Regions from separate parts of the Mus musculus genome. Here all the other regions are linked to region 2. A link is a contact called in public Hi-C data. All regions are on one chromosome and are shown on one strand. The core of a region is the stretch at or near the end of the contact, and the rest is flanking DNA. Distances in the headings are between cores, read along the strand shown.

Region 1 (5,041 bases), core at 1,363-3,862, 510 kb after region 2:
TACCCTGCCACTGGGACTGGCTGTCTCACTGTGACAGCCAGATGCATCCTCCCTTCTCACCCACTAGACCCAATGGGTGCTGCCTAAGCCAGCAAAAGTTGCTGGCCATTCTCTCTGAGCATACTCAAAATACATACAGATGCTCTCCAAAATAGGCAGGCTCCACATAGAAGCTTTCTACTTGACTGATGCCAAAGGCTACCTGTATAGCCATTCTGTTCAATTTCAATTTGACAATAAACAAGTTATGTGGTTTATCCAACACTGGATTTGTGTTAGATGGCCTTGCCCAACTATAGACTAATGTTTTTATGTAGACTTTACGTTAGGCAGGTTTAAACTCATATGCTCAGTAGGTAAAGCACACTGAGTGCATTTTATGTACAGGTTATTTTCCAATTACAATGGGCTTATCAGGATGTAACAACCATCTGATGTTGAAGAGCATCTCTACTGGCATTAGCCTTCATAGAATGCCAGTATCTGCAACTCTCAGGAGATTTGGAAGGAGCCATAGACTCAAAAGCCTGCTGAGGCATGATATGATATGTCACAGAAGGATACCTGTCTGGCCTAGGGACTTCCCAATGTTACTACCAGGTCCCAAGCCCTCCTGAATGTCACCACAGCCCCCTTTCCTGGGTTGCTTATTAGCTCTGTAAGATTTTTAGGCACACTGGCTTTCTGCTGTTACCTCTACCCTAAACAGCCCCAGTGAGCTCATTAGGAACACACTGAGTTATCGTGTGCTCTTAGGAACACTCTCTCTAATGTGCTTCCTGCCTTCATGATTATTTCACACCTTCCTGATTTTATTGTACCAAATTCCAGCCAAAAGAACATCTCACTGGGATGATGTTACTACATAATCAAGCTCCCGTTTAGCTGCCACTGGCTCCTTGGATAGCTCTGATTGGACAAGGTCTCACATACTCTCCAAGAGAGCAACAATCACAATCTCTTACTCCTCTTCACCACGGAGTCCAGCACAATTCCCGGCTCATGGGAGGGTTTGAATAATTGTTGAGCCAGTGTGTTGGAATGGGTGTTTTCCTAAATCTGCTTTAGATGCAAGCTGGCAAGACCCTTTGGCATCTGTGAGAAGCATCATGCATCTCTGATCTGCCTCCACATCTCCTTATTGGAATTGCACAGAGGAGGGAGAGCCAATGACCTTTACTGACAACTGGTACCCACGGTCAGAGCAAATCTCCACGGTTGTGGGGAAAGGAGCAGGCTGCTGCCATGTAATACCAGTACTGTATGGAGGTTCAACTCTGACAGCAACAGAATCAGATTTCCACATCCTTCATGCTGCATTGATGTCTATGATATTTTAATACAAAGAGACGCTGGACTTGGCCAGTGAGAAAGTTTGCTGTTTTATTTTCAGAGCATGGTGACAGCAGTGGTGGAAAGAACCCCAAGTCTGCAAGGAACTGCTCGTCGCAACTCTGGAAAGACTTCTATCAGAATGAATGGCATGTCAGGAAGACAGAAAATAGGGTGCAACTTAGTCTCGGATGCTTGCATTTGTTCCTGGGATTCTAAATCTACCCAGCAAGGACTCACTCCATCAAACATGAGGCTGAGCAGAAAGAATCTTTCGGGATTATAATTAGAAAATTCACAATCAGAATTCCTTTGTAAATGGAGGTAGGATATTTGAAAGCAAAAGTCGATGCTTGAATGCGCCCCCACCCCGCAAGGTACCCAGTTCATCTCCCACCTACATTTCTATTCTTGTTTAGAGAACAATAGGTGGAACATTCTGCTAAGTGTGTGGAAGGGAAGAAAGACAGCAGGGAAGGGGGGCAGAGGGGAGGCCTTCATCCCATCCGCATTACCTAGAGTTTGATTGACTATGCAGCCAAGTCTCTTTTCAGATGTTCAAGTTTGAAAAGGACTGGAGACGTGCCTGAGAAGGACCCAAAGCAGATGCCAAGGAGGAAGTATCTGCATCCACACCCACCAAGGCCCCTGTCATTGGAAAGGACTACTTGGGACACTACATCATGTGGGGCATCTAATGCCAAATGCGCTGTGATCTGCCTCTCAGTGCCCAATTTCAGAAGTCATCAGGGGTCGTTTTCCCAAAGTATGAGGGCAACATTTTTTTTTCTTTTTTTCCTCTTTCCACAAAAAGTTTAATGCTAATCAAAGCAGAATGCCTAATCAGTTCAAGATGGCCTGTCAGCTTGAATTATCTATTTGTCTTCCTATTTACTGTATCTGTCTGTCTACAATTCTTTGTATCTTTGTGAAAATCAGTTATTAGGGCCCATGTTTCCTTCTGACTACAATCGCTACCAGATGAACCTCCCCGGTGATATGTTGATGATTTGCTAATTTATGGTTTTTAAAATCGAGGAATCCTGAGATATTGCAGGGGAGTCACGTGGGCTACGAGAGGAGAAGTGCTCAATGCTTTTCCTGACAAGGGATCAAAGATTGTGTAAAATACAAGACTTCAGTCCCATTTCAACCTGAGTGATGTCTGAGGCAGAGAAATCGTAAATGACATCTTATGGGAAACATCCCTCCCGTGAGCAGTCCGGCCCTTGCAGGCCTGGGAGAAGTGAGAGTGAACGTCACCCGAGATCCACATAAACAGGAAAGGAAAGCAGGCCCATGGTATCAAGCCAAGATAGCACCACATGACTTAACCCACATCCCACTCTCGCACACTGGAGGCCAGGCTGAGAGCAACCACAGCATTGCAGGGAGACTCCCTGGGATCCGAGGCAGGTTTAAATAAGCTCTCGAGCTGAACTTCCCAACCACTTAGGTGGCCAGATAGCTCAACAGAGAGCGAGAGCTGTTGTACGGCTGGAGGGTTTAATAGGTGTGCTGGAATGTATCTGTCCCTGATGCCTGGCACAGAGCAAGCAGTCAATAAACACATGTGGAATGAATAAACATGAAGGTACAGCACATGGTGATTCTCTTTTGGCAAGGATAGACCCCCAAGAGGGGGCAAATAAAAAGAATCTTTTTAAGGAAATAGCCATATTATGGCCTTTAAAAATGGCCTGGAATCACTGTGGGTAAAACCTGAAAGTAGGGAGAAGATAGAGGAACAGCCCATGTAGAGCCAAGGTAGTAAGTAGGCATAAAGAAACACATGGGGTCTGAGTAAGGAGGAGGGAGGGGGAGAGGGAGAGGGAGGGGGAGGGGGGAAGAGGGAGAGGGAGAGGAAGAGGGAAAGGGAAAGGGAGAGGAAGAGGGAAAGGGAGAGGGAGAGGGAGAGGGAGAGGGAGAGGCAGAGGGAGAGGGAGAGGGAGAGGGAGAGGGAGAGGGAGAGGGAGAGGGAGAGGGAGAGGGAGAGGGAGAGGGAGAGGGAGAGGGAGAGGGAGAGGGAGAGGGAGAGGGAGAGGGAGCATGAACATGAATGAGAAGAACAGCCTATATTGAATAAGTAGCTAAACTAGGCCCCACTCATAAGAAATCAGAAGGAGATGCATAGAGCCCCATGATTAGCTAGCAGAGAGGAATGCCCTGGCAAGCTGGAGATTATGAAGGAGATATAGTTATTCTCTGAATTCTTGAAGCATTGGGTCCAGATGAGGGTAGAAAATATGGTCCCAGGTATACATGGAGTTCTTTAAATAAGTTTACTTCTATCTCTTGGAAATCAAGAGCTCAAAATGGACCAACCTACAAATCCTGAAACTGGTCTACTAGATAAAACAGTATGGTGTTTGTAGTAAGAGACCAACACTGAAGCTCAAGAGCAAGAGCAATTGCTCTGGAGCAAGATATGGGTCTGGCTGTAGAAACTGCTCCCCACTCTAGAATTGGGAAGTCACCATGGAGATTTTCCTTCCATGCTAATTACATCTGGTTTCCTGTTCTCCTTTGTCCACTCCTTGTCTTTTTTTTTTTTTTAATTCCTTTCTTTCCATGTGTCCTCTCAGCTTCTGGCTACCAAAAATCTGTGGAGCCCTCTACACCCACACTCTTCTCTCTGTCCCAAACACCTGGGCCAGAACTACCTCAGTTTGGGGCCATTGAAGCCACATCATGGGAAACATAAGGCCTGGATGGCTCCCCAGCTGTGCTGTCTCTATCCAGGGGGTTACAGCTGATGGATTCCTCTCTGTGGCCAATTATTTTCCATGGCCCTTGGCCATCTGACCTTGGACCATGATCTTGTCAGTTCTCATAAACTAACCAGGAGTAGAATGAATTACACTCAGAGAAGAAACCTCTGGGGAAACCGTAAGAGGCTGTGGAAGGAAAAGACAGCAAACCAAGAACCCCAAGGCCATGGGAGTCTCCGTCTCCCCCATGCCTCCACCACCTCTGAGCAGTTTTCATTGTACACGAAGGAAGGAGGCAGAGTCAAAGGCCTTGGGAGGCCAGCTGGGCTCTAGGAGAGCTACTATGCTGAATAAGATTTAGGGTCTCAGCACAAGGGGCTAATTGCCCACAATATTTCCAAATTATCCATTGATAAGTTTCTTGGTCTCTAACTGAACTCTTTGTTAACACATCGGTCTCAGGGGTTGGAGATTTAGCTCAGTGGTAGAGTGCTTGCCTAGCAAGCTCAAGGCCCTGGGTTCGGTCCTCAGCTCTGGAAAAAAATAAATAAATAACACTTTGGTCTCTATTCTTAGTTGTCCAGATATGTGACACAGCAGCCGGTATATGTATGGGTACCCGCTCCTACTGCTGGGATAGAGGACACAATGAAAAGGGTGAAGAAGGCCTTGACTTCTGTGGACAGGGAGGAAGATTTGGAAATGCCACAGGAAATGGTTTTGTTGTGCTAAACACACTGATTAAAAGTTACGAGGAAGCACCAAGAGGACCTCCATATTCTCCAACACCCGCATGTGGCTGGTGTGTCTTTCAAGCCTTACATTGCTCTGTTACACTGGTTTTCCATCCTGAATGATCTTCGGACTTCACATTTTTGTGTCTCTGCAGTTGGTGTATCATACGTTACATTTGGTTGTCTGACAAATTAATATATTGTTATGTGTAGTTACTGCTGAGTAAAATATGCACATACCAAAAAAAATCTCTCAACTATGTA
Region 2 (4,704 bases), core at 34-2,533:
GGCTTCCTCTATGCTGGCTCTTTTTCAGATACTATTACCAAAGCTTACCAGTATGTAATATTACCTTTGATTTTTTTTTTTGTGGGCATCACAGACCAGGCAGCTTTTGCCTTCAGCAACTGCATGATGCCTCTTCTAGTACTGCCAGTCAGCTTCCCCAATCACACACACACACACACACACACACACACACACACACACACACACACAGAGAGAGAGAGAGAGAGAGAGAGAGACAGAGAGACAGAGAGACAGAGAGACAGAGAGAGAGACAGAGAGAGAGAGACAGACAGACAGAGAGACAGAGAGAGGCAGAGGCAGAGACAGAGAGGCAGAGAGAGACAGATAGACAGACACACACACACACACACACAGAGAGAGAGAGAGAGAGAGAGAGAGAGAGAGAGAGAGAGAGAGAGAGTATTGTCATGACCATTGATTTCTTTGCTGTTCACTGTTACAGTGATGAGCCACAGTGAGGCCCAGGCTGCAAGCTCTCTGCTTTAATTATTCATCCTTATGAAGAACAATTCCCCTTCTGTGCTTTCGTCTCCTCCAGCCCTGACCTGAGCACACAAAGCTCTTTCCTTTTCTTCCCATAGCACCTTGTGTGTGGAAGGGTCTTTCAGGGGTGTGCTTAATTCTGTGTATGCCTCTACTTTGTAGTCTGTTTTCTGCCAAGGGGGTCAGGAGGGCATGTGGAGAAGCCAGATGGCTTCCCTCTTCCCTCAGGAAACTGCTATTTAGCTGGGCACCTTCCCAGCTCCAGGCAGGGTTGAGATTCCACTGTTTGGGGAAGAGCTGGTTCAAATGCCACTGTCCCTGACTTGACAGCTCCAGATTCCTCTAGGCTACACACTTTTCTACTTCACTGCAACTGGCTGAGGTTTTCTGCCAGGAACAGCACTTTAGGAGACATTAGGTAGGGGTGGGAAGAGAAGTGTTGGGGAAGAGAGCGGATGGGGAAGAGAGCAACTGGGTTATTTATTGCCTCTGCTCAGACACAGGTTTCCGTTATTTTAATCCAACTGTAAGAAGAAACCAGTGTCCATGGACAGAAAAGCAGAGAACCAACACAGTTAAGCCTGAAGATGCTCGTTCCTCCCCTTGCAGAGAACTAACAAACACAGTTAAGCCTGAAGATGCCCGTTCCCTCCCCCCAGGAGTCTTCATGCCCCTACCCCACTCCTCCTCTCCTCAACTTTTGAAAAGCCAAGCAGTTTAACTGGCCAGACCCCGGGAACTTATTTGTATGCAGCACAAATTTCAGAATCTGTTCTCAGCCTGTGCCGAGTGAAAAATGGCCTGCATTTTCTTGATAGCCCATGTGGTTGTAAAGAATAAATGGCTAATGAATTACAGATGAACATTGACGCAAATTAATCTTCCCGCTGTCCCTGGGTTATATGGCAGCCATTTAAAAGTTTAATCAATACACTAAAGTTGAAAACATGCAGGCACTGCAGTTGCTTGGATGTAATAAACATCAGAGGGAACCGGGAGGCTCGCACCCACTCCATGTATCATAATGACAGGTATTTATGTTTAATGGACTAAATATTTTTTATTGGAAGGGAGCAAATGTCAGCTTAACTTTGTGAGCCCTGCATTCAACTTTCCTTTGAGGTTGGTGAAAGACGGCTGACGTGTCATTGGAAACGAAATGTTACAGGGGGAAAGAGGCACCACGGAGACAAAGCGAGGATCAGGAGCCGCTGGGAGACCGTGGTGCAATGGTAACACAGTGCAGTGATTCATTAAGGAAAACGTAAACCCTGATATTTCTAATGCTGCTGTAAAAGGCTTTACTAGGAACAACTTTAATGGTTATTAGTGAAAACAAGTGCCCAGATCTGCCAGATATCCTGTTCAGTGCAGGCTTTTGTTTGAAAACTCTTTACCAGGTCATATTTGCTGGAGATTTATAATTAGTCTCTATTCTTAATGTGAGAAATGGAGGCAAACAGCGTGATGGCTCTCAGCCCTTGGATTTCATAGATCTTTCCTTTTGAAAGCTGTCCAATGGCTTTAAATAACCATGTGTTCTCTTCTGGAATACTTATATCTTAATTACTTTTCAAGTCTATATTTTGTAGCACTGCTGTGAGTCTGGCTGGACTATGGAGGCTGAAGGAAAGGGGACTTGGCCAGGCATGGTGCCATCTCTTTCAGCAGACAGAAATAAGGCAGAGATGGCTTCATCTGATGACCAAGAAAAAACAAAAACAAAAAACAACACAACAAACAAACAAACAACCCAACAACCATACAACTAGCTTTTGATTCTTCCCCCTTTCCAAATAAAACAGACCAAATAAGTCACCCCTATAGGGATAGGAGGATTTGAAAAATGGCATACATTGGTAGAAATAAATAGAAACATGTCAGACAATAGACAGCTTGTGTTGAAAGCTCTTCTGCAACCACTTGTCTGAGGTACAGATTCCATGTCAGGTCACTTAATAGCTTGTTTTAGAGGGAACTTCTTCGGGAGATATTGAGGTGTGATGTTACGACGAAGAAATGGGAGTACAAGATAGAGATAATTTAAGTACATGGCATGGTTAATACTTTAAAAATACAGACCTCCTGCCTGGCCTGAGAGGTTTGTGGCACAGGCGCCGGCGGGAGCCTTCTTGGCTCCGGGACTCCGCGGAGGGCAGGCTGCACGGGTGACCGTGTGGAATACAGAGTGCCAGCCGTTTCTGGGACGGGCGAGAGAGTCGCAGAGATTCTGGGGCGGCACCATCCTCAGCTCCAGACAACCAGCCACCTTCCCGGCAAGAGCCACAGAGCTTCTGAGGCTGCGACATCTTCGACTCCAGACAACTGGCCACCTTCCTGGCCAAAGCAACACAGCTTCTGGGAAAGATCCTGTTTTGGGCCTTCACCTTCAGCCAGGAGGAGGTCCAAACACCAGATAACTGTACACCTTCCCTGAGAGAGGAGAGCTTGCCTACAGAGACTGCTCTGACCACTGAAACTCAGAGAAGAGAGCTTGTCTCCCACGCCTGCTGATAGAGGGTAACAAAATCAACAGAGGAACAATCTTTTAACAAAGACAACTATAACAACTAACTCCAGAGATTGCCAGATGGCGAAAGGTAAACGTAAGAATCCTACTAACAGAAGCCAGGACCACTCACCATCATCAGAACCCAGAACGCCCACTTCGCCCAATCCAGGACACCCTAACACACCTGAAAAGGTAGACCTGGATTTAAAAGCATATCTCATGATGATGGTAGAGGACATAAAGAAGGAATTCAACAACTCACTTAAAGAAATACAGGAGAACACTGCTAAAGAGTTACAAGTCCTTAAAGAAAAACAGGAAAACACTGCTAAAGAGTTACAAGTCCTTAAAGAAAAACAGGAAAACACAACCAAACAGGTAGAAGTCCTTATAGAAAAACAGGAAAACACATCCAAACAGGTGATGGAAATGAACAAAACCATACTAGACCTAAAAAGGGAAGTAGACACAATAAAGAAAACCCAAAGTGAGGCGACGCTGGAGATAGAAACCCTAGGAAAGAAATCTGGAACCATAGATGCCAGCATCAGCAACAGAATACAAGAGATGGAAGAGAGAATCTCAGGTGCAGAAGACTCCATAGAGAACATCGGCACAACAATCAAAGAAAATGGAAAATGCAAAAAGATCCTAACTCAAAACATCCAGGAAATCCAGGACACAATGAGAAGACCAAACCTACGGATAATAGGAGTGGATGAGAATGAAGATTTTCAACTCAAAGGACCAGCAAACATCTTCAACAAAATTATTGAAGAAAACTTCCCAAATCTAAAGAAAGAGATGCCCATGAACATACAAGAAGCCTACAGAACTCCAAATAGACTGGACCAGAAAAGAAATTCCTCCCGACACATAATAATCAGAACACCAAATGCACTAAATAAAGATAGAATACTAAAAGCAGTAAGGGAAAAAGGTCAAGTAACATATAAAGGCAAGCCTATCAGAATTACACCAGATTTTTCACCAGAGACTATGAAAGCCAGAAGAGCCTGGTCAGATGTTATACAGACACTAAGAGAACATAAATGCCAGCCCAGGCTACTATACCCAGCCAAACTCTCAATTACCATAGATGGAGAAACCAAAGTATTCCACGACAAAACTAAATTCACCCATTATCTCTCCACGAATCCAGCCCTTCAAAGGATAATAACAGAAAAAAAACAATACAAGGACGGGAACCACGCCCTAGAAAAAACAAGAAGATAATTCATCAACAAACCTAAAAGAAGACAACCACAAGAACAGAATGCCAACTTTAACAACAAAAATAACAGGAAGCAACAATTACCTTTCCTTAATATCTCTTAATATCAATGGACTCAATTCCCCAATAAAAAGACATAGACTAACAGACTGGCTACACAAACAGGACCCAACATTCTGCTGCTTACAGGAAACCCATCTCAGGGAAAAAGACAGACACTACCTCAGAGTGAAAGGCTGGAAAACAATTTTCCAAGCAAATGGTCTGAAGAAACAGGCTGGAGTAGCCATTCTAATATCGGATAAAATCGACTTCCAACCCAAAGTTATCAAAAAAGACAAGGAGGGACACTTCATACTCATCAAAGGTAAAATCCTCCAAGAGGAACTCTCAATTCTGAATATCTACGCTCCAAATGCAAGGGCAGCCACATTCATTAAAGACACTTTAGTAA
Region 3 (4,461 bases), core at 1,344-3,843, 330 kb before region 2:
CCCTGCTATTTAAAAAAACAGTCCATTAAGTCCAGTTTTTTTTTCCCATACTCCTGAGTATAGGGCCTTCAACCATATTGCATTTATCCTACCAGGGGACACACTTTTAAAGAAAACTCTCTCTGAAGCAAATAGCTGTCCATAAATTTTCAGTTGGGAGAGGGGCCCATGCACCCCTTCTACCTCTAAGCTGCCATGTTGACTAGCTTGATCTTGTGCAGAGCTTACGCAAACAATCACAGCTACTATGATACATGGGTATGGTGGTTTTATCCTGTCCAGAAAGTACTGCCTCACTCTGGCCCTCCCTGATCTCTGGCTCCTACAATTTTTCAGTTCCCTCCTCTTTGCTGGTTTCTGAGCCTTAGGGGGTAATTGTGTTTATAAATAAAGTTGTGGTTTAGATATGCTTGGCCCAGGGAATAACACTATTAGGAGGTGTGGGTTATTTTGGAGTAGGTGGGGCCTTGTTGGAGGAAGTGTATCACTGTGGAGGCAGGGCTTTGAGGTAATATATGTGCTCAAGCTCTGCCCAGTATAAGATATAGTAGTCTCCTTCTGGCTGCCTTTGGGTCAAGATGTAGAACTCTCATCTCTTTCTCACAGCATCATGTCTGCTGCATGCTGCCATGTTCCCACCGTGATGATAATGGACTGAACCTCTGAAACTGTAAGCCATCTCCAATTAAATATTGTCCTTTATATTAGTTGCCTTGATCATGGTGTCTCCTCACAGCAATGAAATCCTAACTAAGACAAGAGTTCACAGACTTTCTCTCACTCTCTGCATATTGACCAAAACAACTCTGATTTTAGCTGCCTATATCATGGTATCTTTCAGTAGGTGACTGGAAACTTGTTGAGAGTATTACTTGGCACTATAAAGAAAGAAGCTGTTAAACCATGATCAGACATGAAAGAGTTACAAGCATATTGGTAAGTAACAGAAGCTAATTTGAAGAGAGGACATATACAGTTTCAAATATATGCCATCCTAGAACAGATGGAACCATATAGTTAAAAAAAAAGTCGGTGTCTGTCAAGGGTCCAGAGAAAATACTACATAGACACAACAGAAAGGATGAGAATATTGTGGGCAAGCCTCTCAGGATTGATACCCGGCTCAGCTCACCTGTCCATAGCCACTACATGTCAAAGGTGTATCCTAATATAGAGTAAAGAACTCAGTAATGTATCAGGAGAGGTCTATTAACTGCTAGGTGCATTAAATCACAAGGAGGGCTATACATGTGTAGGAATCAGGCCTATTTGGGAAAGCTCTGCTCTATTTATTTGACTTTGCTTTGAGATTAAAACTATTTTCAGGAAAAATATATTGTACCAAACAATATGTTTTGTGGCAAATTTTAAATAAATAGGTGGTGGTTACCTTCATACTGCTTAATTTTGAATATTTTGTGGACTTTAAGTATTTCATAACTGAAGATGCAATTCGAAGCAAAGTTTTTGAATAGGCATTGTGAGATAATTAGGAAAATTTGAACACTCAGTGATTATTTGATAACAGGAATTTTAAATGTTTCTTAGACATGACAATGGTAGTGCTATTATATTTTAAATGCAGAATTTATTATCTCTTAGAACTACCTTAGTATATGCATGGTTGAAACGGTATGATGTTTGTGACAGGCTACAAAAATTTCTCCATGGGAGAAAAGCCAAGTGGATTAGTGTGGATAGAGCAGAAACACATTAGCTGTGTGTTGATTCATAAAGAACTTCTGTATTGTAATCTGCAGTTATGAGTATGAATTCTTTTGAGAGTTCTTCCCCCTAATACTTTTTGAATAGTAACCTTTTTTAAAAAGTGAAAATTGGGACTGGGACAATGGCTCACTTGGTAAAGTATCTGCTAAACAAGTGAAGAGGCCTAAGTTTGAATGCCACTGTACATAGAGGAGCTGAAGGTTGCAGCAGTCCTCTGTCATACTAGTCCTGGGTTTGCAGGAGATGGGCAGGTACCTTTCTCAAGAAGGAAATAGAACAGTGACAGGAAGAAAACTGCTGTTGACATCTGGCTTTCACATACATCTACATCTATGTGCTCATGTGCCCATATACAACCATATGAACCAATACGTAACACACACACACACACACACACACACACACACAGTAGAATAGTAGAATCAAAGTTCTTTGCCCAGAGCCCTATATAAAGTATCAGACTGAGACTGTTATTAGTAATATTCCCTCCATTCTTTAGAGTAAGCCAGGGTTCTAGAGAGAATGTCACATGGAGTCCTTTTTATATAATAAGTAGTCTTCAGTAGGGTCATGAGCCCTAGTGGAGCTGTGTCTAGGATTTCCTCTCTCCACACACATGCCAGAAACTGAGGGCCATGTGATTGAAAGTGTGAGGCCCCAAACATCCAATAAACAGTCCTAGAAGGTGAGAGGCAACTCATTCCAACTTTGTGATGTCCCCAGAAACTGTGCTGATAAGAGAAAAACACTAAAGAATAAACGAGAGATTGGGGAGATAATGGGGAAAGCAGAGGAGGACAAGACAGCGCTTTCAACTCTCGGGCTTGAGAAATGCATCATGCCAAGGAAGATAAATTGGAGAAACATGAGAAGGGAAAGAGATCTTGTCTCTGACTCGTGTATTTCTCTTTAAGTGAATGAGCAATAACACAGAAATAAGAGAGTGTAAAATGGAGCTGAGGGCGCAGCCAAAATCACACTTCCTGATAATCTCCAGCTTTGGCAGGATGCTAGCATGTTGTACCAAAGCAGTTTTCTGGATTTTGAATTATGCATGTAATTCACCCTGATCAGAGTGTGGCCGGGAAGCCAAGAGCCATTTGCTAGTCAGAAAGGAGACTGCCAGTCCTGTGCTGACGCCAGATTTCATCCTCAACATCAGGGAGGCTCTCCTGTAGCTTTGCATAGAGCTCAGAAACAAACAAAACTTGTGAGGTCCATTGTTGGAGGCCATCCTGACACATAACTTCTCATGTGGAGTATTTTTCCGTTCCTACCAGGCTGCTGGATGCTGAGAAAGCAGTCCTACATTGTCATGTGGAAATGGGAAGGACACAGGCGCTCACTGGTGCTACTAAAGGTCTGTCAGTGGACATCTGGCCTTCCCACTGTGTCCTTTAATAAGATACAAGAAGATAAATGGAGAAGAGAGAGTACCAGAAATGGAAATTAAGCAAATAGATAGATAGATAGATAGATAGATAGATAGATAGATAGATAAAAAAGAAAAAGAAACAATACATTAGGTAGAAAACCAGGTCCGTGCATGCTCGGTTTTCATAGTGGTTGAGTTTTGGCTTCTGGTTCAGAGAGGCACCTTCCTCCCAAGCAGCCCAGTATTCTGCAGCTCAGAGTCCCCATCTTTGTTCTCTCTTGCTTTCTCTTGTGAACTGACTAGCACTCCAGCCTGCAGGCCATTCTGCCAGTTTACAGGTCAAGGTAAATATCCCCAACATGAGCCACAGTCCATACCGAGTTTCCACATCTTCAAGACTTGCTAAACTGCTGTGTGCTGTGGTTTTTGCCTGGGGACAGAATTGGTCATGAGAGGAAGCTGCTGTAAGGCAGTGGTGTCTAGAGTTTCATGTTTGTAGAAAGCAGGCTGTAGATGGAGACAAGGAGAGAGGGAAGCAAGAGGCAAGTTCAATAGAGAATCAGAAACAAACAAAACAACAGGATAGAAAAAAACCAAAAACCAAAAACCAAAAAAAACTTCTATTTCCAGTCCTGAGTCCCCAATTTATGAGTACTGTGAACTTGGGAAATTTTACAAAATAACTTTTCTTTGACTTTCAGGGTTGTTTTGTTTAATTTTCTTTTTTTAAAATAGAAATTGGAGATAATAATGCCTGACTTTTTTAATGGTGAGATTTATGGATGATCACATTCAATTTTAAAAATAAAAGAAGGAGGGAAGGAGGGATAAAAGAGGGAGGGAAGGAGAGACAGACAGACAGACAGACAGACAAACAGACAGACAGACAATCTTCCCCAGGAGAGTGAATCATTTTCCTGGCTCCGTTTCTAGAATCCCAGTTTCTAGTCTTGTAAGAGTCCTGAACAAAAGAAAAAGAATAAAAGAAAAACAAAACAAAACAAAACACCCAAAATACAAATGGGTCATTTGAAACACACATGTATTTCCTTGCATGTCACTAAAGTGAGCATTCCTTGTGACAATTGTGGTGCTCTTGGAACCTAATGACAACTCAGTAAGCCTGTCCTTGTACCTACATCAAAGATAGACAGCCACAGCTTTCTTCTCAGCATGACCCTCTTAAGGCTGGACTCATTGTTGATGGATATTATCATTTTTAATGTCAGTAAATAATGTGTTGTCAGATAAATGACCTGTTTCCTTGCTGCCATTAGAGGGAACTTGAGTGGTGGAGAAATCTCAGCCAGACCAAGTGTTTCTGACTCTGTGGGATGGGAGAGGCTTTCTTAATCCCA

What was found. Hi-C and Micro-C count contacts between places; a contact is called where the count stands out from the background.
Region 1: a Hi-C map of uterus shows a contact between it and region 2, with 3 times the contacts expected there. The contact joins two enhancer-like sites.
Region 3: a contact with region 2 is called in a Hi-C map of uterus, with 8 times the contacts expected there. The contact joins two enhancer-like sites. A contact is called at or near these places in 3 of 484 Hi-C or Micro-C datasets (all in uterus).

What each region holds. Positions count from the first base shown.
Region 1 is chr14:23,518,644-23,523,684 of GRCm38.p6, forward strand. All of the region lies in intron 9 of Kcnma1 (potassium large conductance calcium-activated channel, subfamily M, alpha member 1), which reads right to left. It overlaps 5430425E15Rik (a long non-coding RNA gene), which reads left to right. Exons shown (of 4, transcript XR_003951125.1): 4 at 1-5,041. Among named protein-coding and RNA genes, the nearest start is that of 5430425E15Rik, 11 kb to the left of the region's middle. RefSeq lists an enhancer at 1,503-2,955. Within about 2 kb of position 2,613, at least 20 of the 459 cell types and tissues checked have an H3K27ac peak or open chromatin away from gene starts, as enhancers often do. A contact at or near this core is called in uterus, where this site is marked.
Region 2 is chr14:23,014,293-23,018,996 of GRCm38.p6, forward strand. All of the region lies in intron 6 of Lrmda (leucine rich melanocyte differentiation associated), which reads left to right. Among named protein-coding and RNA genes, the nearest start is that of Gm10248, 78 kb to the right of the region's middle. Within about 2 kb of position 1,284, at least 46 of the 459 cell types and tissues checked have an H3K27ac peak or open chromatin away from gene starts, as enhancers often do. A contact at or near this core is called in uterus, where this site is marked.
Region 3 is chr14:22,684,223-22,688,683 of GRCm38.p6, forward strand. All of the region lies in intron 5 of Lrmda (leucine rich melanocyte differentiation associated), which reads left to right. Among named protein-coding and RNA genes, the nearest start is that of Gm30926, 110 kb to the right of the region's middle. Within about 2 kb of position 2,594, at least 6 of the 459 cell types and tissues checked have an H3K27ac peak or open chromatin away from gene starts, as enhancers often do. A contact at or near this core is called in uterus, where this site is marked.